Regions from separate parts of the Sus scrofa genome. Here region 2 is linked to region 1. The links are chromatin contacts, called in public HiChIP or PLAC-seq maps. All regions are on one chromosome and are shown on one strand. Each heading gives the region's core, a stretch centred on a gene start, on an enhancer-like site or on the middle of the called end of the contact. The rest is flanking DNA. Distances are from core to core; before and after follow the strand shown.

Region 1 (4,289 bases), core at 518-3,017:
CTGGGGGAACTGGCCTGTCCCTTCAGGACCACCACATGCTGTGGCTGCCCCCCTGCCCTGGAAAGGACGTGCCCCGAGTGCCCACCCAGAGGCCCCACAGTGAGTCAGCTGGGGTCTGTTTAGGCTCCCCCCGATTGTGTTTCCTGTGAAAGGTTGGATCTCACACTTTGTCCCTGGTGGGTCTGCTGGGGACCTGGGAGGCTGTAGCCCCTGTGGAGGTGGCAGTAAGGGTTGTCTGCAGCCACCGAGGGACCGTCACATGTGCACCTGTGGCCACAAGTCTTTGTTGGCCTCCTGAGCATTTGTTGAAAACCCTTTACTGGGGGCCCGCGGTGCTGGCCCTGGGCCAGGTGCTGGGGTCTCGCTTTCGGCTCCTCACCCGCAGTCTGGTCACTAGGGAGTTACCATGGGTGGCCATTTTCCCCCTTGAAACAGAAACTTTGGAAGCTCAGAGAGGGGAGGGTAAGCAGACCATCTACTGGCCCAGGGCCAGCCTGGTTCACACCTGCCTCCCAGGCTCATTCCTCTTTCAGGACCATGTCAGTGCTAAAGTTAGCCGTGGCCCCTGAAGAGGGGATTGGGCAGTTGCTCCGGGGTGTTTCTTTTGGACTTCTCCCAGCTACCGGGCGCACGTGTTTGTCTCCCACGCCCAGGAGGTAACAGCCATGCATTTATTAGCTGCAGCACGAAGCTGGACCTGTTACAGCATGGGATCCAGGGTGGTGGTCTTCTGTGGCCTTTGCATTTTCTGTTGAGGAAGGGCTTTGGTGGTGCACGCTGGAGTCTGTGCGACCTTCTTCCTCAGGGCGCCTTGGTCGCAGTTATTCCGAGTTATTTAGGGGAGATTACAAGATCCGGGTGCCCAGGCCTCCTCCTTAGAGGTTTGATCCAGAAGGTTTGGGTGGGGCCCAGGCATGTATAATTACAAACCAGACAAAAAACACCCAGCAACAGCACCAAAACTCTCCCAGTGACTGCTTGTCAGCCAGGGTTGCAGGAGCACCGCTGTCGCCTCTGCTCAAGGACACAGAATCCATGCACACGAGTGCCCAGAAGTGGGCTGGGGGTGGCTGGGGACCTCCCACTGGCCCAGGAGGGCACCCTTGGCTCCGCTGAGCTCTGCACTTCGTTTTAACCTAGCTTTAACAAATCTGATTTTCAAGAGAAGCTTTAGAAATGTGCAGGCTCTTGATTTTTGAAATGTTCAATTAAAAAAAAAAAAAAAAAACACAACCATCTCCAACCCCCTCCCACCCTCCCTAAACCCACCAAAGGAAATGTGATGTCCATTTTAGCCAGTGAGTTACCTCGGAGAACCTGCTCTTAGCATCTAGAGAGCAGTTTCCGGCTTAGACGTCAAAAGAATCACCTTAATAAGATACCAGGGCAATCTGAAGAGGTCAGAGTGCAGCGGACACTCAGACTGTTTTTAACATGGCTGTTAGTCGGCTTTTGTTACTATTTGGTAAGTGGATTTTGTAAGCCTGAGTAATGGGCATAGCAGATACTAATGTGCAGCAACTCCACCCTAACTTTAGGGATTTATTTTTCAATCAGACACATCTTTTCTCCTCTGACTACTATCCTTAGAGAAAGAAAGGAAATATTGCTTTCAGGGCGTGGGTGGAAAATTCATAGCCAGACTCTGTCAATAGAAGCCTCAGACCTCAGCCTCCAGGATGAGTTTTGCTGAAGAGAAGTGGTGTGGTCAGGTGGTCAGTGGAGAAATCTTCAACCTTCTTTTGGCGTGAGCCTCTGGTCCTGCCTCTGCTGCCCTCTGCCTGTCACCGAGGCTAGAGCTTTGCAGGAGATAGTGGGCAGTGCTGGGAATGGCTTGGTTTGCCCACAGATTGGCTTCTGCCCTCCCAAGTGCTGGGCGAGACATGCTGCACTGGGATGGCCTTGGGGCGCTGTGTCTGCTGTTGACAGGAGGGGACAGAGCATGTTACCACTGTAGAGGCTGGCATGGGATGCCACCCTGGCTGAGGGAGGGCTGGTGGCCCGCCTGTGTGGTTCTCGGCGTGTGTGGGTTATTGCTGGCTCTTGAGGTCCTGCGGGGCAAGCCATCCATCACCTTCCCCGCTTCTGCCCAAATGGCATGTTACCCGAGAGGCCTCCCTGACCACCCGGCGTGACATAGCCACTGCCCCCACCCTGGCACTCCCGCTCCTCCCCTGCCCTCCCTCTCCTCTTACTTTTTTCCTTCTCTCTCTATTTGCCTTCCTTCCTTTCTTTCTCTCAGTCATCAGCAGATTCGCTTGTGTATGGCTAGTGTCCCCTTACAGGATGGGAGCACAGACCCACCTGTGTGGTTCGAGGTGCATCTCGGGTGTGTGGACCGGTGCCCCGTGAGGCACAGTGCTGACCTGGGGAGTAGCTCAGAGCCATCGACATTTCCTGGTGAGCTGGCCATCCTTCTGAGAATTTAGGGGACTCTTCAGGGTCATACATCTGTTTAGTAACCAAGTGAGCAGTTGACTTAGATGATCAGAATTTTTTTATTTTTAACATTATGGGTTTATCTTAGGAAAGCAAGACTTGGTGTATTTGTGACCTGAAGAGTTTCAATTCAGTGTTCCTTTTCAGTTCTGTAGGTTAATTTTGGATGCTTGTGGCTGTAAGTTGAAGAGGGAAACTTCCCTGGGGCAGCAAGTCCTTTGACACATTTGTCTTCTTGGGGGGGTTGATGAAAGGGAAGGGGGTTTGGGCTGAACCACAGGCAGAGCTCTGCATCCCTGGGAAGAAAGAGGGGGCTGGAGTTGATGGCCTGGCTGCATCATTTTGGTGAGGAATAGTGTCCAGTGGAACCTCAAAGGGAGACTTTCTAAAAGTGGGTTTTCTCTTCCACCTCTTTTTAAAGGAGATGTAGAGGGATTATGAATAATGAATGAAATAGGTAATGCATATTCAACACAGGCAAATTAGTAATTGTATACAGACTTGGAAAACCAGAAGGAAAACAAGCCCTGCCCTTGGAGAAGACTTCCCACATATGCATGAAGACTTATGCCCTCTGTGCCAGAGCTGAGGACATGGCAGCAGAAGTGATTCAGGTTCAGAAAGTAGATTAGAGTTGTAGTGAGGCACAAAGCTGCATAGAGTCTGCCTTGATATCAATACTGTAAATATTTCCAGGTTTAAGGGCAGTGTTATTTTAGAGTCAGCTTCTTATAGGACTGGGAAACAGTAAGGAGCAATTTGAAAACCCTAATTGCAGGCTGGGTTGGTGATGCGTGGGAAGGACCGTGGGCGGATCGGGAGCCCAGAAGGGAGCAGGACCCTTGCCTCACTAAACCTCTTGCCTTTTGATTTGTGTCTGAAACGTTTAACTTTCTCCTCCAAGCCGATGAGAAAGTGCAGCCTGAGGGCTTTAGTGAAGCCTCAAGTGATATTTCAGTATTGCGTGTATCCTGTGGGTATAACTCTAAAGTTGGCATGTACTGTGAAGACACAGGAGAAGTGTAGGAACACTTGGGGCGGGGGGGACTTGTGATGTGAGGAGTAAGACGGGAACATGCAGAATTCTGTGTTGCATCCTTTGTTCTGAGTAAATGATCAGCTGTTACAATGAGCGACTTATAAAATTCACCGTCTGGTGCAGGATGCCACCTGGAGTCCAGTGCTGTGTCAGCCCCGGCTTCACCGTGCTTCGTGTAGTTTAGCCCCTCTTGGTAATGTTGTGGTGGAACACTCGGTTCCCCAGCCAATCCTTCCCTAATTCTGTCTCAGCTCAGTGGAGAAATTCAGAAATGAAAACTGTAAGATAGAGGATTCTCTACTTTGAAGTCAGGGACTATTAGTTCCCCTACATTTTGCCAAGGGAAGATTGAAGAGAGGAATTCAGGCTGAGAATTATATTGTAGGTAAACATGGGTCATTAACCTTGCAATAATTAAAATAACCAAACGGGATATATGATTTGGTTTTAAGAACATATATCAATAGCTAATTGTAGTTACAGGTGGTATTAATTAGTCTGGGTCTCAAGAGAATAATTCTGGTTACACATTTTGTTTGAAGTCTGAGTAAATGTTATTCTGTGGTCCCACTGCACCCCCTCCAGTCCAGTCATGATGCTCTCCACCAGAACCAGCTGCCTAGGTGTTCATTTTTTATAGTTAACAGGCCCTGTTGCAGAGGGTTGTTTTTGCCCTCATTTTGCAGAGGAAGAAAACGATGTCTGGAAAAGATTGAGGAACTGGCCTGAGGTCGCCCCCAGTGCTAGGCGGAGTGGGGCTTCTCTCCTGGCCCCTGACTCCTGAGCCCCATTTGGGCACCATTGCACAGTA
Region 2 (4,289 bases), core at 1,199-3,698, 180 kb before region 1:
TTTATTTGGCAGACAAAGCAGAGGACTTTAGCCCAGGACACAGCCTCTCAGGTGGCTCTGAGGGATGCTCTGAAGAGGGAAAAGAGGAGCCAGGATGCATGGGCGTTTTGGCAGCAAAGGCCAGGGAGCTGGAACATCCAAAGGTTACTGTTAATTAAAGACAACCAAGCATCTCTGGTTTAGGAATTTAGTGCTTTTCTATGGACCAGAAGATGTATGAGTGTGGGCTCAGAGAAATCATCCTCCTGGTACGCCCCTAAGCTCTCTGGGGTCAGCATCCTGTGCTTTCTATTCTGAGTCTCCTCAGGGTGCACGGTCTGGGGTGACTGAAAGCAATTGCCCACTGGATGGCTGGCATCCCATCTCTCAGGGCTCACTGTCAAGGCGGCTGAAATGTGACAGTGTCATGGCTGCAACATCCTTTATTTACAGATACATTTTTTCAGTGACCATATCATGGACTCTTGGAAAAGGCTGGCACTGCCATTCGATTGCTGATTCCTGCCTTAAATAGTCCCACAGTAGGTGAGGAGCAAACGAAAATGCCCTCCCGCCCCAGCAGCTTCCAGAGGACGGGAAAGCTTGCAGAGGAAGCACTGGCTGGAGCCCACACCCTGGGTCCCAGCTGGCTGCTCTCAGGGCTGCTGGGCTGCACTGGAGTTTTCTCAGGGTAGAGGGGTAGGGGTGGTTGGAACCAGGAGCTCCCTAAGGTCTCTGCTGCCCAGCCTGCCTCTCAGCTCTCAGAGGTATTACAACTCATTATATGGGTTTCCTGCTGCTGCTGTGACAAGTTAGCACAAACTCAGTGGCTTAAATCAACACACACTTGTTCTCCTGCAGTTCTGTATGTCAGAAGCACCCCCCACCCCCCGGCCCCAGTCTCATTGAGTTAATCAGTTCTCAGCAGGGCTGTTCCCTTCTGGAGGGTCTCAGGGAGAGTGCGTCCTGGCCTGTCCCAGCATCCAGGGCACCTGCATTCTTTGGCTTGTGGCCCTGAACTCCGTCTTCATAGCCAAGTATGCCTCCTAACACTGTTGGTGGGAATGCAAGCTGGTACAACCACTATGGAAAACAGTATGGAGGTCTCTCAGAAAACTAAATATAGAACTATCATATGACCCAGCAATCCCACTCTTGGGCATATATCGGGACAAAACTTTCCTTGAAGAAGACACATGCACCCGTATGTTCATTGCAGCACTATTCACAATAGCCAAGACCTGGAAACAACCCAAATGTCCACTGACAGAGGATTGGATTAGGAAGATGTGGTATATATACACAATGGAATGCTACTCATCCACAAAAAAGAACAAAACAATGCCATTTGCAGCAACATGGTTGGAACTAGAGACTCATCCTGAGTGAAGTAAGTGAGAAAGAGAAAGACAAATACCATATGAGATCACTTATATCTGGAAACTAATATAAGGCACAAATGAACCTTTACACAGAAAAGAAACTCATGGATATGGAAAATAGACTTGTGGTTGCCAAGAGGGAGGGGGAGGGAGTGGGATGGACTGGGAATCTGGGGTTAATAGATGCAAACTATTGCATTGGAGTGGATAAGCAATGAGATCCTGCTGTATAGCACTGGGAACTATATCTAGTCACTTGTGATGGAACATGATGGAGGATAATGTGAGAAAAAGAATATGGATAGATATATAGATGTATATATATGTATATGACTGGGTCACTTTGCTGTACAGTAGAAATTGACGGGACACTGTGAATCAAGTATAATGGAAAAAATAAAAATCATTAAAAAAAAAAAATCAAGTGTGTCTCCCACTGCCATCTCTGTTCTCACAGCCAGTAGAGTTCTCTGACTTCAGGGACTCAGGGTAGTGACTCGGGACCATTCCATTGATTCAGGAGTATCTTCCCACCTCCAGGCCCTTACTTCCCTTACTCACCGCTGCCCAATCCCTTCTACCACCTTCACTGGGAACTAGCATGCAGAGCTCACCACAGTTCTTATTCTACGGCCTGATTCCGCCCACCAGAAAGATGGTGCTTTCCTTAGGAAGAGGGAAAGAAAAAATTGAGGAAGGAAATGATTTCAGCAACCAGACCTGGCCTCTGCCCACTGGAAGTTCCCAGGAGGCGGTGGTGGTGACATTATTCCAGCTTCACGGAGAGACGAGGACAAGCTCAGTGGGTCACCGGGGCTGATAGGAGCCCTAGGCAGCAGCCAGCAGATTATATACAGTGGAAGATGTCCGTGGGACCCCAGAGCTGGGCACCCTGTGGTGCCATGTGTCTCACTGCTCCTCGCCTGCCTCTGCCCCACTCTGTTCCTCCTTCCTGCCGGGAGACAGCCTGAGAGGAAGGAAGGTGTGTCTCAGTTTGTAGTTCATGGCATGTCTATCAGTCCATACCCACAGGGTGGAGGAAGCCACCCAGCTGGTGGAACCTGGCTTGTAATAATATTCATGGAGTAATCGAATGACTAAATGGACAAGTAAGTGACTGGATGAGCAAACGAATGAAGGAACGGTCCCCATTTGCTCTCAGCAACCCTGTTGAAAAGTAGGCTTTGCTTTGGCCCTCATTGTCACCATTCACATGGTCATGACCTGACGTTCCAGCTCAGATCCAAGAGGGTTTAGCAGTTATTCGAGAAGATGCTAATGTAAAAGGGGAAGGTTGCCCTGGAACTGAGCTCCTTTGCTGTGTGTCTTAGAGAATGCAGTTGCCAAAAGTGGCTTTCTAAGGAGTTCCCTTTGTGGCGAAGCAGAAATGAATCGGACTAGGAACCATGAGGACACAGGTTCCATCCCTGGCCTCACTCAGTGGGTTAAGGATCTAGCGTTGCTGTGAGCTGTGGTGTAGGTCACAGACACGGCTTGGATCTGGCATTGCTGTGGCTGTGGCGTAGGCCAGTAGCTCCGACTGGATCCCTAGCCTGGGAACCTCCATATGCTGTGGGTGCGGCCCTAAAAAGCAAAACAAACAAACAAACAAAAATTGACTTTCTAGCCTGACTCTTTAGACCCGTCGCCACTTCCTTCCTCACTCACCCCGTTGTTCCCCTCACGCAGTGCCCTTTGCCCCAGGTCACCTGGAGACTAACCCACAGCCTGTCCACCCTCCCCCTTCCCCCAATACATACACACATTTGTTCTAAGATGCTTCTACCAGCCCACATCTTGGGTCTCAGCTCCCCTTGACACCTCCCCAAAGTTGTCACACCAGCCAGAGGCATAAAAGCCACAGAAGGTAAAGCCTCTTTCTCCTAGGATCAAATCCACTTCCAGGTTTTCTCTTTCTTGATCATACCTTAAATCCCTTAAACTTCGTCATTCCACATCCCTGCACTGCCAGGGCCCATTTGCTTCATCCTGCCCAGACCTGTAGCACCTCCCTGGGCACGGGGCCTGCAGATTCCCGGCCATCCCTCTAGAAGCCCGCTCTCTTCTCTCACCGTTGAGCTCTTCCAGACTTGTTGCCTGTGATTCCACAGGAAACTCATGCCCACCTGCAGACTCCAGCCCTGATATCATCTTGGCATCCTCACTTCTTTTTCTTTCTTTTTTTTTTTTCAGGGCCACACCACACCTGTGGCATATGGAGGTTCCCAGGCCAGGGGTCCAGTCAGGGAGCTACAGCTGCCGGCCTAGGTCACAGCCACAGCAACGCCAGATCCAAGCTGAGTCTGCAACCTATGCCACAGCCACAGTAATGCTGGATCCTTAACCCACTGAGCAAGGCCAGGGATTGAACCCACGTCCTTATGGATACTAGTTGAGTTCGTTACCACTGAGCCACAATAGGAACTCCCCAACTCTTGACTTCTTTTGAACACCTGAGATGTGCCATCTCCACTGCCCATTTCAGCTCACAGATCCATCTCTCCCCGTGTGCCCTGGGCTTGCAATGCACCAACACCCATTTATTTACCCAGAACCAGGAGGGCAGCCTCATACCTTCCCACCTGGCTGAGCACCATCTTCAGGGGGATGGACACACTTACTTCGTGCTCAATTGTCTCGTGTTTTCTGTGCATTGCAGAGGAGACTCTAAAATTGATCAATGCACAAAGTAAAGCCAGGACCAGGTCTATCTCTGCAAAGGCAGGTTAAGTTTCCACCTGAGTGCCAGCCCCAGTATTTGCGTGCTTGTTGGAGTGCTGAGGATTCCAGGAGTCCAAGCTCACATCTAGGCTCGCTGGAAAGCACTGCCATCCATCAATGATGTCCCCCAGACACAGAGAAGGGAGCCGCATGCAGGTCCCCTCTTTGCCAAGCCCTGTCCCTTAGCTCCATCATCCCCCAGTTCCA

The links. HiChIP or PLAC-seq counts read pairs in DNA pulled down with a chosen protein or histone mark.
Region 2: an H3K27ac HiChIP or PLAC-seq map of alveolar macrophages shows a contact between it and region 1. The contact joins two enhancer-like sites. A contact is called at or near these places in 2 of 2 datasets of contacts at active chromatin or transcription factors (alveolar macrophages and skeletal muscle).

What each region holds. Positions count from the first base shown.
Region 1 is chr3:52,581,694-52,585,982 of Sscrofa11.1, reverse strand. All of the region lies in intron 2 of MAP4K4 (mitogen-activated protein kinase kinase kinase kinase 4), which reads left to right. Among named protein-coding and RNA genes, the nearest start is that of MAP4K4, 66 kb to the left of the region's middle. Within about 2 kb of position 1,767, at least 11 of the 83 cell types and tissues checked have an H3K27ac peak or open chromatin away from gene starts, as enhancers often do. A contact at or near this core is called in alveolar macrophages, where this site is marked.
Region 2 is chr3:52,759,605-52,763,893 of Sscrofa11.1, reverse strand. No RefSeq gene overlaps it. Among named protein-coding and RNA genes, the nearest start is that of RFX8, 79 kb to the left of the region's middle. Within about 2 kb of position 2,448, at least 1 of the 83 cell types and tissues checked has an H3K27ac peak or open chromatin away from gene starts, as enhancers often do. A contact at or near this core is called in alveolar macrophages, where this site is marked.